Regions from separate parts of the Zea mays genome. Here region 2 is linked to region 1. Evidence: chromatin contacts called from public Hi-C data. All regions are on one chromosome and are shown on one strand. Each heading gives the region's core, a stretch centred on a gene start, on an enhancer-like site or on the middle of the called end of the contact. The rest is flanking DNA. Distances are from core to core; before and after follow the strand shown.

The links. A called contact is a pair of places that touch in the nucleus more often than the background predicts.
Region 2: a Hi-C map of tassel shows a contact between it and region 1, with 4 times the contacts expected there. The contact joins two enhancer-like sites. A contact is called at or near these places in 2 of 25 Hi-C or Micro-C datasets (ear and tassel).

Annotation. Positions count from the first base shown.
Region 1 is chr4:211,134,140-211,137,277 of Zm-B73-REFERENCE-NAM-5.0, reverse strand. LOC100274308 (putative RING zinc finger domain superfamily protein) reads right to left here. Exons shown (of 15, transcript NM_001148671.2): 15 at 1,921-2,194. The coding sequence ends at 2,063. Among protein-coding and RNA genes, the nearest start is that of LOC100274308, 7.8 kb to the right of the region's middle. Within about 2 kb of position 1,582, at least 14 of the 20 cell types and tissues checked have an H3K27ac peak or open chromatin away from gene starts, as enhancers often do. A contact at or near this core is called in ear and tassel, where this site is marked.
Region 2 is chr4:211,321,775-211,324,892 of Zm-B73-REFERENCE-NAM-5.0, reverse strand. No RefSeq gene overlaps it. Among protein-coding and RNA genes, the nearest start is that of LOC100382180, 73 kb to the right of the region's middle. Within about 2 kb of position 1,467, at least 14 of the 20 cell types and tissues checked have an H3K27ac peak or open chromatin away from gene starts, as enhancers often do. A contact at or near this core is called in ear and tassel, where this site is marked.

The DNA.
Region 1 (3,138 bases), core at 333-2,832:
ATAAGACGACCATAGGATCTTACCCCTCCCCGGGGCAAGATCTGGTTGTCAATCCAAGAGACCTCATCCTCGACTGTCTCTTAATTCTTAGACGACTCTACGTCGTCTGGGGACGTCCCAGGTGACCTGTCGACCCGGAGCACCCTAAGATCTCTCACCAGGGGGCAAGATCTAGATTCCAGCGAGGAAACAGAGGTTATGGTTTCACACATAGGCGTGTAGGGATGAAAACGAGACGAGGAAAATCCTGTACCGTCCTGTTTCGAATACCGTTTTTCCTGTTCGTTTTTTGAATTGTTTGGTAACCCATTAGAAACGGTACGAAACCGATTTAGCTAATATGAGATACATCAAGCGTATTATTTATTTGTTTGTGTATTTTTAATGTCTTAAAAATTAGGCAAAATGCCACTTTATTATGTATTTGTGGAAACTTGAAAATACTTATCTTTCCAACTAAGAGTTTATCGTTTCCGAAGAATCGGCAGGTTCGACCCCACATTTTGACCGTTGTTTTTCGTTTTCAGCCCGTTACAAAAAATATGAAAACAAAACCAATTTAGTCTGCATCAGACTGTGTCTATAGTTAGCTAGCTGTAGGTGTTTCTATGGATCATTAATTAGAACGCTGAAATCAAGAAATGTTATAGCCAAAACCTAGGGTACGTCAGAAGATTCGCTGCATTATTCTTTACAAAAAAAAAGATACAGAGGAGAGGGGGCTATCCGGCTCTCGGCAAGCGCTTCCAAGCGTGGTGTGAATTGTTAGTGGCAAGTCGAGTAATGGTGGTATGGTTGTGTGCGTGCTTTTCTTCTTTAATCAATTTCCATCGATGCATCGGATCACCCCCCGACTTTAATTCCTTTGCATGTATATATAATATACACCCAGTATCGTGGACGACTGGCGGCATGACTTTTGTCACATTCGTACTAGTCTATGCTCCCTCGCGTGACAACGCTTAACCCGAACCAAAACGCACTCTATAGTAGCTAACAACAGGTTTAACGAGTGACACAAAGAACTTTGTTATAATTAAAGAGCGACCATATCTGCTTTATTTACTTGAGAGAGAGAGAGAGAGAGAGAGAGAGAGAGAGAGAGAGAGTTTTAGATTATAATATGTGCAAGTGCATAGCTATGACATGTGGAGGTTTGATCACTAGTGCGTGATGTCGCAATTAGGTATAGGAATCCGTACGCATGCTACGTCAAGGACAACGAATCAACAAATAAATAAAAAGATGGACAAGGAGAGGGCACTACCATGGAGCCAGAATTAACGAGACGGGAAACGTCATTATCTATCTAATTGTTGGCAGACGATATTATCGTTATTTTTTTTGTGTGTGTTAATCATTGCGGGCGATATTTTAGCCCTAATCCACCGGCAGCGTAGATCGAAAGCTTTGGAAGCTCGCTCCAATAATAACGGAGTACGTATGAAACGAAAGAAAAAGGACTGGCAGCAGCATGCAGGACTGATGTGTGATGGCGAGTAGCAATGCAATGGGTGCTGCAGCGAGCAAGCACCCACAGTCCCACACCCACTTCCGTGCTGCAGGCAGGTTTTCCGGGGAGCGCCTCCTGCTACGGCCACGAAAAAGCTTGTGAATTTCGTGTATAGCTGCGCCGTCTGCTTTCCTCAGAGCAACTGCAGCACGAAAGAGGCAACAAAAGGCTGGGGCACCCCCCCCCCCCCCCCTATTGTTTTCTTTCTTTGTTGGAACTCCTGCAGCAGAATGCAATCGCCGTCAGGAGGAATCGGCCCATCAGCATTTTCTGCATCATCATGGGCGCCAGAAACGCCGTCCGCGTGTGAAACTAGCCTGGGGTATTTTCATTCAATTCAACCATCCCCCCCCCCCCCCCCCCCCCCCCGGACCTGCCGACAGAGCGGCGGTTCCGGCACCAGCAGCAATATAATTTCCTTGTCAGGTCCAGCCAGGATCAAACCAAAAAGGGTTCCAAACATGGACGCGCCACACTTCCTGACCATTTTGATGACACACACATACAATGGATGGTGATGACAATGGTGACAGAAACAGTCAAGTCTCACTAGGGCTGGTTGCCTCTTGTCGGGCGACACACGTGGTTCAGCTTCTTGGCGTGGTCAGGCCGATGGTGCTGGGTGCGGCACATGAAACCGTACCAGCAGCTCTCCCTCTCCGCAGCATCACGTGGAAGAAGCTGGAACCAAAAATAAAAACAAACATCACGAATTGCCATTAGCATACCAGTGGAACCTAACAAACAAATGTGTCTGTTATGTGCTGAAGATAATAAGATTCGGCTTAGAATGAAAGCTAACTTTGTTTTTGTTTTTTTTCTTCCTATCAGTGGAGGATACTGGAACCTACTTATAAATAACAAGCACAAAGTCCTCGGCATCTCTTGTAAGAAACATTCGTTATTGAAATCATCATGGTATTCGAAAGCAACAAATAGTTAGGCAGTCAGCACTGGACTTTTTCTTGGCCAGCTCGAATAGTCAATGAAGGATTTTGCCATGAAAGGAACTCATACATCGATCCATGCGTACAACTGTAAAGTTAAACCAAACTCTTAACTCGTATCAACCATGTTGAGTTTGACAGCACAAGCATTTAGACACAAAATTTCACCCAAAAAAAACACTCTAGGAGCACAGGAATGTGACAAAACTAGTTTTGAAACCCAGTTATGTTTCTGAAATTTGTTGCTCGACTAAATATATCGAGTAATATCCCATAAACAATCGCTGTTTCTTTTTTTTTTTTGGGCCAATTGTAATTTTTTTCATGTAATTTGGTAGGCAAGAACTCTTGTTTTTTCTTGGTATATGCATTTAAAAGTTGTCTCCGAAGTGTGTAACAGTATCCAAAGCTCTTAGGGAGGGCAAACTTACACTGAACTTGGAATGCAGGAAGCCTACACTAATGCCAACAAACTACCAGTTGTGCAATCAACGTCATGGGACCTTGCGTTGACTTTTTGAGTTTGATTGAAGGTATGTTTTAGTTTGTGGGTGTAATATATAGTAAGCCATTTGCAGAAATTAGGTATGTCTGTCAGACCTAGTCATAGGTTTCTGACAGGAAAAAAAAGATAATGTTTTCATTTCCGTTTGTGCATATATTTCATTTAAACATAAT
Region 2 (3,118 bases), core at 218-2,717, 190 kb before region 1:
GAGGAGAGGCTCTTAAGTCTCTTATTCATGGTGGAGGTCGTTACACGGTGGAGTCCTAGCTAAATCTTGGCTTGGCGGCGGGGCTCCGGCCTCTGGGTCCCCCTCCTGTTCGTCGGTCCTTCTAAGCGTGTTCTCGTCTAGGTCCGTCCTTGTGGGTGGATCTGAAAGAAAAGAATCAACCCCTAACCTAGGGGCCAAGCCCTCCCTTTTATAGCCTGAGAGAGGGGTCGGTTAGCGGTGGCTTCCCCAAGGAGCCATCAGGCAAGGGTAAAACCAAGTGTTCTACCCGAGGCAAAGCCACATGTGCTCGTGGGCCCAGGGTCGCCTGACTGTCTTTTATTCTTTCTGGCGGATGATGCAGGAAGTGTGGGTCCAAGCGCCATCATTTGGGCTATGGCGACCCCAGGTCTTCGTAGCATGGGGCTCAGCGCGGCTCGTCGTGTTGTGCCCTGCTAGCGACCTGTGCACTCTGGCCTAGTCCCGATAGGTCATGAGCGCGTCATAGGCTGAGGGGCGCGCAGGTTATAAATGTGTTGTAGTCCGTAGGTCATAAGAGGGAGGCAGACCAACGCCTCTGCTGTAGCTCGACGCCAGACACCGTTTAATGCAGCTAGTCATTTATGACGGGTCGGTCTTGGGCTAGACGCGGGATCCTCGAGTGGATTCCTTTCGGCACGCCCCGTCCTCTGTCAAGTTCTGCCACGCCTAAACCGGGCTCAATGCTCACTGACCGATGGACTCTAGAGACCGAGGATCGTATCCCCGACACAAGGTAAAATTGTCTTGTGCCAAGATTTTTTTATTTTCTTATATTTATCTTTTATGTTTGTTTCGGTCCTTTATTATTATTATTCATAGGCCTTAGGGGGTGTTTGGTTTTAGAGACTAATTTTTAGTCCCTCCAATTTATTCCACTTTAGTCACTAAATTGTCAAATATGAAAACTAAAATAGAGTTATAGTTTCCATATTTTGCAATTTATATACTAAAGTGGAATAAAATGGAGGGACTAAAAATTAGTCCCTAGTAACCAAACACTACCTTAGTGTGTGTGGCATTACTGAAAACTGATCCACATGTCACTTTGAAGTTGAAAACTACAATTTCCACGAGATTTCAAGATTTTGCTTGCACATTTGCTGCATATAGGTACACGGATAGCGGCACGCGTCAAGTCGTGTTCAGGCAGGCACACGTGCGAGCTGATACTTGAGTGCAGCCGAGCTCTCACTGACAGAGCCACTCTGCATGCACACGCAGAGGAATCTTGATGGGCTCTTTTTTTGTTTTTGTTTTTGTTTTTGTTTTTGTTTTTGTGTGCGTATGGTATGGGCATGGATGAGCTATATAGCCATATGCATGCCTGTTATGAGATCGAGAGGGAGCTGCTTCTCGTACGCTAGCTGTCGACGAGGCATGATACATGCTTGGCCGGGGTCCATATACAAACTACTACGTACTATGCGACGTGCCGCTTTTACGCGATGAATGAGTACTATTATGCTACAATGAGCTACGCGCCACGCGGATGCATATGTACTAGCTGATTGCAATTCTCTTCTCAACAGAGGATTGGCCACCTGACCTGATCTGACACATGAGAAAAGCGACCTGACGTGGACAGGAAATTAGAATTCTTCCACAATGGGATTTGAAGAAAAAAAATGATGTATACGCCGCATTGTTTTGTACTTTGGCCGAGCTCTTTTTGCACATTATATTTTGAGGACTTTAAAGAATGAACTAACAGCAAAGTCGTGGATCGCATCATGCAGAACCTATAATTTTTAGGTTTTCCCCCATTCGAGTCGATATAAAAAGGTTACAGTTTTTTATAAGTCATAATCTATGATGCTATTTGGTTGACAAAATGTAACGTAAATAACAATAATAATGATTCACACTACTCGAGTACTAGTGGTAATAAATTTGAATATAATGTGCCAGTATTTCTAGTGTAATATCCGATTACGATGGTACTTAAGAAAATATGATTTAGCATTACCAGTTATCTATTACGTTATAAATATAGGAACCAAACAATATCTAGGTATTAGTGCCAACACAGGATACCAGGTGGGACAGACGGAGGCCCATCCTTATCTATTTTCATTTTTACCGGTACTAGTAACTGCTCGCGCCACGCGTGAGTCTTTCATTGATAAATCTACACAGTTAGAAAATCGCTATTATAGATATATAGGAGCAGCAGTATATTTGAGACGGACACATATAGAAGTAAGTGGAAATATACATGCATCAAAGCAACAACAAATTGGTCTTAATGAGCACAAAATAATGACGTTCTGAAGCTACGCAGTTAAAAAAGAATCAAATCAGATTTGTGATATTTATCTTGGGGACTGGTAACAAAGGAATACAACAATATGTATGCACATAAATATATATATACGCAGATACATCATTCAAAGCTGCAGATTGATGATCTTAAATGTAACATAATTAAAACTTATAGTTTTTCTATGTATATTAGATGCATTTGAGGTTAACTTATTATTATCGATAGTTTGAATAGAAAATATATAAATTAAAAAGGTGCATAGCTAAAAAAGTATAAAGGAATATGCTAATTATATTTTTTTCTTAAAAAGGATGAACTATAAAAAAAATAGCTGTGTTATTTACGTGTAGTGGACCGATATGTGTGGAATTAGTAACTAAACAGGTTAACATCAAGATGAGTCGGTGCATAGTCAATTAAGGGCTTGTTCGTTTCGCTGTTAATTTATATAAATTGGATGGTATTGAGTCGGTTTAAATCCATTGCAAGTTAAAATCCATCCTAATTCATTCCAATATACACCAATCCACATGGAATTGAAATAACCGAACAAGGCCTAAAAATGGAAAGAGGGACATACATTAATTAACTATGTCTATTGCGCTGAAAGCAGCATGCAAAATCAGACATAACAGAGATTGTTAATTACGTGGTAATCTATATAAACCAAATTAAAGTTGCGTATGTATAAGATATGCATACGCAGGCAAACAGAACGTACTGAAACTATGAGCCCTTGTTTAAACATTTTTATCTGAATGTGGCAATTGAGCAAATGTATTCTGCAACCTTTTTACATTGTTTTCTCAGTTTCCA